Linked DNA regions of Mus musculus: region 2 is linked to region 1. Evidence: chromatin contacts called from public HiChIP or PLAC-seq data. All regions are on one chromosome and are shown on one strand. The core of a region is the stretch at or near the end of the contact, and the rest is flanking DNA. Distances in the headings are between cores, read along the strand shown. Region 1 has its middle 24 kb from the start of Gm33327. Region 2 overlaps Brdt (bromodomain, testis-specific).

Region 1 (4,681 bases), core at 224-2,723:
TCCTTTGAGTTCTAGGTCTGAAGTGTGTGGTGTCTTCAGCAATGGGGACTTACCTTCAACCTCTGGGAGGCAACAAAAGACAATAGCAATAGCCTTTATTGCTTTGTTTTGGGAGTCTTGTAGTCTTTCCCACAGGGGAGCCCCTAAATTGATTTTTCAGTAGCAAGTGGTCAGCCCTGAAATCATGTACATGCAACAATGAATGGGTTCAGCTGGCTGTATTTATATATTTATATATATATATATGTATTTGCATATAACCATTAGGGAAGAGGAGTCCAGGAATTTGGGGGGAGAAATAAAGGCATGGGGGGAGGGGAGAAAAAAAGGGAATGGAGGAAAGTTATCTAAATTTTTAAATTAAAAACTGAAACAAACAAAACAGCCCAGGAATGAAGACTCTCACTTATAATCCTGGCACTGAAGACATGTTAACAGCGAACCCCTGGGGCCTGGTGGCCATCCAACCTAACTTAGTTGGTAAGTTCTGGGGAAGTTAGAAGCCAATCGTTCACATTTAAACAAAGAGGACTGGAGAGATGGCTTAGCAGTGAAGAGCACTGGCTGCTCTGCCAGAGAACCAGGGTTCAATTCCCAGCACCCACATGGCAGCTCACAGCTGTCTGTAACTCCAACTCCGGGAGATCTGACAACTTCACACAGACACACGAGCAAGAGAACCAACAATGCACACAAAAATAAATAAAATCATTTAAACAAAGAAATGGTGGAAAGCTGATAGGGAATGACACTCAGTGTCCTTTGGTCCTATGTATGTATACATGTCTGTGCATGCACACATGTGGGAGTGTGTGCATACATGTAAAAAGAATAAGAAAATTTCCTCGGTGATTCAAAGGGCAGCTACTCTTGCAGCAGACACACTGACATGAAGGAAGTCTCCGTGCTCCCTTCTGTGAGCACCTGGGCACACAGCCCTCTGTTAGCTAGGACGAAAACCAAGTTTGGCGTCGGTAACTTTGGCTATCACACAGCCTATGCATTTGTAGAGCATTTAGCTTATTGACCTAAATGTTCTCATCTTTAGGGAGGAAAAAGTAGCTTAATTAATTCACAATAAAAATCCTCCATTTCATAGAAGATAAACCTAATATAACTCAAACAGAATTGAACGTGTGATAAGATTCAGCCATCAGCATGCAGCAGCCTTAAAAATTACAACATCTGACCTTAATATGTGTGAATCTATCAAGATTCCATTGTCGACATGTATATTTTTTGATATTCTTCTCTGAGCCGAAATCATGTCATTTATATGCAAATGGCCGCATCCTCAGCAGCTGCGGAGTCCCAGCTGAAGCCGAGGGACTTATTTGCACTTAATAAAGCCTCATAAATAGGTTTTGCTTCTAAGTGGGTGGGGGAGCGGGAGCCCGGTAGCCCTTTACAGTTACAGGCTCCTTTTTGTTTTGAAAGCAGACTGGCCACCTCTAACAGGATGGTTCTCAGTTGCCAAGAAACAAGATCGTCACAACCTCCCCTTCCGGCCTCCGCGGATGGCAAATGTTTGTCTTGTGGTGAGAGCGGTAACTCAGTCCGCACTCCACGACCAGCCGCTGTCCAAGCCTCCAGCGAGGGGTTGGAAGAGTCCAGTTGGGAAGCCCCAGCGGGAGAGCCAAGGGGTGGGGGCATCTGCCCTCGGGAGCAGAGAGTTTCTCTCCGCGAAACTGTAAGCCCTGTATGCGGAACATTGGTTTCCTTGATTGTCCAACCAAACAGTGTGCCGTGCTCAGCATGTAGGTTCCCCCTTTCCAGTCTTCATTTGTGGCACAGGAGACTGAACCCAGGGGCTATGCAGGTGAATAAGCACTCTCTACAGAGCCCACACCAGTCCCCCAGCCCCACCCCTACCCCAAACCCAACTAAAGAAAGAAGAAATGATTATGCGGACTTGGGGCACACAGGCTTCAAATTCTACTTTTTTCTACCAAACCTCCTCACAACCAACCATGCTTGTACTTCCGAGTCACCAGAAACATCTCGTTTCCTGTTTAAGATTTAGGACATGTTTCTTAAAAATGGTAAAAGATAGGCACTGTCTTCCGCTGTTAGATGCACAGCGACCCTGAGATGTCACATGAACGACAGTGACTGGACACAGGGTCATTCGCTTTTGTTTCTAAGGCACCAGCTGCTGGTTTAGTAATAGTGACTTCTTGTCCAGGTAGCAGGCTGCTTCTGAGCTTTACTTCCAGTGTGTAAGCACCTGGCTCAGCAGAGGCGGTTCTACAGTCTGACAAATGTGGACGATCACTGAAGACACTGGTTAACAATACTATCATTACATTGTCACCAGCCTGGCAGGGAGACAAACAGCCTGCCACGTCGACTGATCAGAGGTATTTATAATTGCAAAAAGCATAAAAGTCAGTCTCTCTCTCTCTCTCTGTCTCTCTCTCTGTCTCTCTCCCTTCCTCCCCCCTCCCTCCCTCCTTAAGGGAACTTAGAAGTCTGCCTGGCCTCATAGACAGGGAGGAATCCAGGACATTCTTGTCTTATGTCTCCCGACCTTGGTTTCTTTAATTTGAAAACAGACAGTCTCTCTCTCTCTCTCTCTCTCTCTCTCTCTCTCTCTCTCTCTCTCTCTCTCTCTCTCTCTCTCTCTCTCTCTTTCCCTCCCTCCCTCCCTCCCTCCCTCCTTAAGGGAACTTAGAAGTCTGCCTGGCCTCATAGACAGGGAGGAATCCAGGACATTCTTGTCTTATGTCTCCCGACCTTGGTTTCTTTAATTTGAAAACAGACTGCACCTGTCCTGCCTCTTCATAATACAAGAATTGTCCTAGAGTTTCTATTGCTGCAGTGGAACTGTGAGTAAAAGCAAGCTGGGGATGGAAGGGTTTATTTGGCTTACAGTTCCACATCTGTTCATCACTGAAGGAAGAAGTCAGGACAGGAGCTCAAATGGCAGGAATCCAGAGGCTGGAGCTGACCCACAGGCCATGGAAGGTGCTGCCTCCTGGTTCCCTCCCTCCTCATGGCTTGCTTAGCTTGTTTTCTCATAGAACCCAGCACCAGGCTGGCCTCCCCCATCAATCACTAATTAAGAAAATATCTCACAACTGGATCTTATGGAGGCATTTTCTCCATTGTGGTTCCCTCCTTTCAGATGACTTTAGTTTGTGTCAGTTTGACACAAAACTAGCTGGGTCACATATAAAATATTTAACAGATCTAAAATACTAAGTCTCTAATAGTAATATATCCCATCTTTCTATTTTTAATTATATACATATGCATCATGGAGGTGTGGATAGATACTCAGGGACTGGAGTTACAAATGGTCCTGAGCCACCATGTTGGTCCTGGGAATTGAACCCATGTCTACTGTCCACGCACTCCCTATTTGAGATATTTAATGAAAGAAATTTCTTCCAACCTTGTCCTAAGTGGATGGCTGCAGAGATCTGGCAGCCATGGCTACGTCTTCACTGGTAGCCATGGTTACATCTTCCCTATGGTCTTCACTGGTGCTGTGGTTATTCCTTGATCCATCCACACCCTGCAGCAGCTCACCAAACACTCATGGATGAATCCACCTACCCAACCTCAGCCACGAAGCCCAGTAGTGACGGCATGAGCTGTGGCTGCTGTTCAGCCCCGACCCTGCCCAGCTCCATATGCAACATGGAAAATTCCACTTCTGATCTTTGGCCTCTCTTTAGGATTCATAATTCCTTCCTGTCCACCAGTGATCCCTACCTTCAATATCTATGCTGCCTGAAGCTGAAACAACAGTGGCGATCAAGGGCTGAGGACACCCCACTTCCTTGGCCCTCACAAGAGTGCAGTACTAGTAGAGCTAAGGGTCCTGTTGTAGACCTGCATGACAGCCTTAATGCTAGAGAGCGGCAGGAACTGTTGCTCCTCCTGCCTGCTTACTGTGCAATGCTGAGGAATACAGACGCTGCCAGGAAGCCACCGTGGAGAAATTCCTTGCCTCCCCGATTTCTCCTCTGCCGAACAGAAGGACTCCAGCCAGCTGATTGGGAACAGTAGGGTCCAAATATTATCAAACCCCAGTTTATATTCTTCAGTTAAAACTTCTAATGGGAGAAGCTGGCACTCGGAGAAGCCAAAGCTGATCAAATACAAAGCAGGTATCGGCATGCACTTTATCATATCACCAAGAGAACCAGAACACTCTGCTCTGTTGTCCTTTTGCCTCTCGTCGAGCCAAACCCTCTCAGCACTATTATCGGAAAGAAAGAGCGGGGTTGTCATGAGACGAGACAATTTATGTGGTTACTTCCCTTGGGCGCTGAACAGAATGTCCCCTGGTATCCGCAGAGAATCAGTTTCTGTATCTCTTTTTATCCCACTTGAGTCCCCCAGCAGTGGAACATCCAGCAATATCGTATCTACGTGTGAAACGCAAACCAGATTCACTAAATTCAAGGATGTTCACTTAAAGAAATTCCTTTTGGAGTTTCTTTCTTCCTTTCTTTTTGTGTTATTTATGTACTGTTTGGAGCCACTGATCCACATTAGATTAATCAGGTCACTTAGTCTACATAGAGCAATTGCCATTCTAATGGCTGTATATACTATCCTTTTCACACAGATGCACCTTGAAAAGAAATGAGCAACTTCTGAAACTCACTGTTTGGCTCAGTTTGTCTTTGAGCTTGTGGTGAGTCTCCTGCCTCAGTCTCCTGAGTAC
Region 2 (4,839 bases), core at 2,267-4,766, 530 kb after region 1:
GGGGGGGGGGGACGTTCTACCCATTGAGCTCAGGCTTGTGGTGTTGGCTCCAGTTAGTAGGTGATGAGGTGTCTCCAGGCCCCTAGGCAAGACTCCTGTCACTTACACCTTTGGTTTGTCAGGATCTCACCCATCTGCTTCCTAGACTTATCCCTCACATTGGGTCTGTGACAGATCTAATTCAAGCTCAAATGGGACCTAGTCCACAGCCCTCTGAGCCAGATCTCTCTCCCTCTGCCAACCCCTCCTGTCTAAAAGGTCACTGTCTCAGTAAAAACCACAGCTGGATTTGAGGCTTGTGAGAACTGTGGGTTTGTCCTGTGGGTAGAACCACCTAGTATCTCTCTCACTGGGACTGCCTGGCTTGTCTTTTGGACGTAGCTTCTACTCCTTCTTCCTCAAGTAGGAAACCATACTGCTGGCCCTGTGTCTGGCTTCAGGCTCTTTTTACTGTTTCCCATCTTGTTGCCCCACCTGTTTCTCCATATTTCTAAGCTGCCCTATCAGGCCATTTATGAATTTTCAATATTCTTTCTCTGTTTGGAATGAAGTCTTTTTAAGAGATTTCCTATTCTCACAGCATGCACAGAGGCAAATGTCTAGGCCATCATCTTACCCAGACATTGAAATATTTTCTCTGTGTTATCTTCTCCATTTCCCAGTTCATCTAAATTGTTTCATGTGAATTGACTTCAGTTGTTTGTGAATCCTTCTAATTTTTCCTTAACTCAGGGGAAAATGGACAATCAAGAATATAAGGATGCATATGAATTTGCTGCAGATGTCAGACTGATGTTCATGAACTGTTACAAGTATAATCCTCCCGATCATGAAGTTGTGGCGATGGCTCGGACCCTTCAGGTGAGGCTTTACTCACTCTCTGGGTAAATTACCTTTGAGCATAATATATTTATTTCTGAACCATAACTCAAGAGCCAAATGATAACCTCTGTCCTTAATAGTGCCAAAAATTGTATAAATTACTTATTACACTGTGGAGGGTTGTCCGTTTAGTTGTAAGCGTTAGCAGCACACTTTTAAAAAAGAAGCTGCCTACTTCTCATAAGAAATGGATGAATCGTCAGTGAGAAGAGGGTAACGGGTCCCTAGTGGGACTGACTGAACCCTGGTCTGCTTCAGGAGAGGGCCCAGTCTTGAGTCACTGAAAGGTAGAACTGTATATGACATGGCTGACCTTAACTACAAAGGTCGACCATGCTGAGAGACATAGCCTAGAAGTGTGCTGAGGCACAGAAGTGCAGACAGAATCATCATGCTGCACTTCTTCTGGTGTGGCTTAAAGACGGCTGCCCAGGTATCTCCATGTGTAATTGTTTGTTTGTTTGTTTGTTTGTTTGGTTTGGTTTTTCGAGACAGGGTTTCTCTGTATAGCCCTGGCTGTCCTGGAACTCACTTTGTAGACCAGGCTGGCCTCGAACTCAGAAATCCGCCTGCCTCTGCCTTCCAAGTGCTGGGATTAAAGATGTGAGCCACCACCTCCCAGCCATGTGTACTTTTAAAGGTGTTCTTGTTGCATTAAATCAGAAATGGAGAAAATCAAACCAGGTGGTGTATGCCTACAATCCCAGCACTCTGGAGGTGGGCAGGAGGATTTCAAGTTCCAAGGCAGTCTGGGCTACATAGTGCACTCCAGGCCAGCCTGGACATGGTGAAACTCTGTCTCAAAATAAACCAAAAAATGTGAACAGGTTAATTTTGCATTATAGGATGTTTTTGAACTACATTTTGCCAAGATTCCCGATGAACCTATTGAGAGTATGCATGCATGCCACCTTACAACAAACAGTGCACAAGCCCTCAGCAGAGAAAGCAGCAGCGAGGCCTCCTCGGGGGACGCCTCTTCTGAAGACTCTGAGGATGAACGAGTGCAGCATCTTGCCAAGCTTCAGGAGCAGGTGGCCGTATATGACGCAAGTGTTGATGGTTCCCAAGCGGCTAGTCAGTGGTGCACTGCTTGCAGAGTCACAGCTGTTATGTTTAGATCACCTAATGCCATCTATAGCTTTAGTTGCATCACCTAATGTCTATAGCTTTAGTTAGTTTTTGGCATATTTGCCATGTTCAAAATTTCCTACTCAAATATCTGTATACTATAGTTCTAGAGCCACTACCACCACATTTTATTCCTCTTCCTCCTCCTCTTCCTCCTCCTCCTCCTCTTTGAAATGGTCTCATGTACCCGGCTTGTCATAAACTTCTGCTCCTTCTGCCTCTGCCTTTCAAGTGCTGGGATTGTTGGTGTGCACCATGATGCCTGGGAATTATTTACAATTCTGCTATTTGCATTTATAGTCTGAGTAGTTGATTCTTACTGAAGTGATTTTTGGTATAATGTGGAATATTTTAGAATGAGATCACTTGCTACTTTCTGTGATAAAATAGTAACTTTTACTGAGGTCATATCTGAAGACTAGGGCTGGAGAGATGGCTCAGCAGTTATTGGCACTGGCTGGTCTTCCAGAGCACCTGAGTTCAGTTCTTAGCATGTGTACCAGGCTACTTACAACCACCTGTAAGATATATATATCTTTTGAAAGAAACTTTAATACTGAGAAATGTTGGGCTGTAGTGTTTTTATTACTATACTATGTTATACTATACAGTTTGTTTATTATTTATTTATTTATATACCCTTCAAAACACTGAAATTCCAAAATGAAGCAAAATCCTGAAGGAAGTAGAACATGACATGAATTTCACAAAGGGTGGCATGACTTTGGAGTACCATGTTTTTCTAGTATCTTTAGTGCTTTAGAGACATAAATGTTTAAAGGCTTTTATTTTTTCCTTTCCCAGCTTAATGCTGTTCATCAGCAGCTGCAAGTTCTGTCCCAAGTTCCATTACGTAAGCTGAAGAAAAAGAATGAGAAGTCCAAAAGGGCGCCAAAAAGGAAAAAGGTTAATAACAGAGATGAAAACCCAAGGAAAAAGCCTAAGCAAATGAAGCAAAAGGAGAAGGCCAAAATCAAGTAAGCATGTTCAGTGAGTGACTGCCCAGGAGGCAGGCTCAGTGAAGGACCACACAGTTAGCCTATGTGAGGGCCTGGATCAAGATGAACTGAATGCCTGTGTGATGTGGGTACATTGTATGAAATTCCCACACCAACAAAAATGTTTTAAAAATATGAAACCAATATATAATTTTGTTACAGTCAACCAAAGAAGAAGAAGCCGCTTTTGAAATCGGAAGAGGAAGACAATGCGAAGCCTATGAACTACGATGAGAAAAGGCAGCTGAGCTTGGACATAAACAAACTGCCTGGAGACAAGCTTGGTCGAATAGTTCACATAATACAGTCAAGGGAGCCTTCCCTGAGAAACTCCAACCCGGACGAGATCGAGATCGACTTTGAGACCCTGAAGGCATCCACACTTAGAGAACTGGAGAAGTATGTCCTGGCCTGTCTGAGGAAGAGGTCGCTGAAGCCCCAAGGTAGGCCAGGCCCAGCCCCATCCCTAGGTCCCGCCCCATCTTGCCTCTAGGCCACGCCCCACCTCCAGGCCCCTCCCCGCACTCACGGTTGCTCCTCCTCTCACAGCAAAGAAGGTTGTCAGGTCTAAGGAGGAGCTCCATTCTGAAAAAAAGCTGGAGCTGGAGAGGCGGTTGCTGGACGTCAACAATCAGCTGAATTGTAGGAAACGGCAAACGAAACGTCCAGCAAAAGGTAGGTGGCGGTTTCTCCGCGCCCACCCGTGAGCCATGACCGCTGTTAACGCTCCCTGTTTTGCAGTGGAGAAGCCGCCCCCGCCCCCGCCCCCGCCCCCGCCCCCGCCGCCTCCCCCGGAGCTGGCCAGTGGGTCTCGCCTGACCGACAGCAGCAGCAGCAGCGGCAGCGGCAGCGGCAGCAGCAGCAGCAGCAGCGGCAGCAGCAGCAGCAGCAGCTCCTCGGGGTCCGCGAGCAGCAGCAGCGACTCGAGCTCCTCCGACAGCAGCGATTCTGAACCAGGTTAGCTGGCTCGTAGGCACCGCTGCGGTGGTGGGGGTGGGGGTGGGGGGGTGGCCTTTCCTGTAGCGTCCGGAGAATGTGTAGAGGAGGACCTATGCTTTGGATGCCAACATCCTTAATAAAATCCTTACTCTTTCCATAAAAGAAGGAAAGGATGTGACTTGGGCCTGATGGGAGGTCTCCTAAGGAAATGTACGAGATTGAAAAACTGCGGGTGCTGCTTTCACTTCTTAATGAAAACATTATTTGGGAGGCCTCAGTGTGTTCCCATTGTACTTTGGGTCACTCCGATGTGAAGTGTGTCCTGTTTGGACACTGCTTTCTGAGTTGAACTGTCGCTTTGAATTAAGAAGCCACTCACCCCAAAATTTGTAGAGAGTTTTTTTTTTTTTTTAATTTATGTTTTTTAACTACATATTATTACCTATCATCTATAGAAAAAGATGGAAGTACCACATTTTCTTGTGCAGTTTGTCAGTTGTATTAAGCCAGGCCACTCATGTTTTCTATTACTAGTTGGACAGCTGCCATGTGATCACTGTCCACCCCACCAATGGTGTTCCATTTTAACCAAGCAGCAAATGCAGAACCCAGGGCGCTTTCTTCCCTAAAATGTGCTTTATTGTTAATGGGATGTTTCTTGTGAGGTTCAGTTCTTTTTAATTAAAAAGAACCTCACAGAAACTCCAGCGTAAAGAATTGCAGTTGACAGTCAGGGTCTGCTGGCTGGCAGCGATTCTGTTTTCCTTTGGTTTTGATTCATTTATTTTTTGTAGAGCTAGTCGCTGATTTGGTTTTCACATTTCTGAGTATATAGAGGGGAACAATTTTGTAAAATTTAAAAGAATTTTTACTTTGGTTAGAATTTGTT

Evidence for each region. HiChIP or PLAC-seq counts read pairs in DNA pulled down with a chosen protein or histone mark.
Region 2: a contact with region 1 is called in an H3K4me3 HiChIP or PLAC-seq map of embryonic basal ganglia, with 4 times the contacts expected there. The contact joins two enhancer-like sites. A contact is called at or near these places in 1 of 484 Hi-C or Micro-C datasets (bone marrow-derived macrophages) and 4 of 115 datasets of contacts at active chromatin or transcription factors (double positive thymocytes, embryonic basal ganglia, fetal liver and 1 more).

Annotation. Positions count from the first base shown.
Region 1 is chr5:106,824,003-106,828,683 of GRCm38.p6, forward strand. No RefSeq gene overlaps it. Among named protein-coding and RNA genes, the nearest start is that of Gm33327, 24 kb to the left of the region's middle. Within about 2 kb of position 1,474, at least 126 of the 459 cell types and tissues checked have an H3K27ac peak or open chromatin away from gene starts, as enhancers often do. A contact at or near this core is called in double positive thymocytes, embryonic basal ganglia and memory CD8 T cells, where this site is marked.
Region 2 is chr5:107,356,020-107,360,858 of GRCm38.p6, forward strand. Brdt (bromodomain, testis-specific) reads left to right here. Exons shown (of 19, transcript NM_054054.2): 8 at 733-861; 9 at 1,728-1,916; 10 at 2,818-2,990; 11 at 3,174-3,454; 12 at 3,561-3,686; 13 at 3,753-3,968. Among named protein-coding and RNA genes, the nearest start is that of Brdt, 27 kb to the left of the region's middle. Within about 2 kb of position 3,517, at least 306 of the 459 cell types and tissues checked have an H3K27ac peak or open chromatin away from gene starts, as enhancers often do. A contact at or near this core is called in double positive thymocytes, embryonic basal ganglia and memory CD8 T cells, where this site is marked.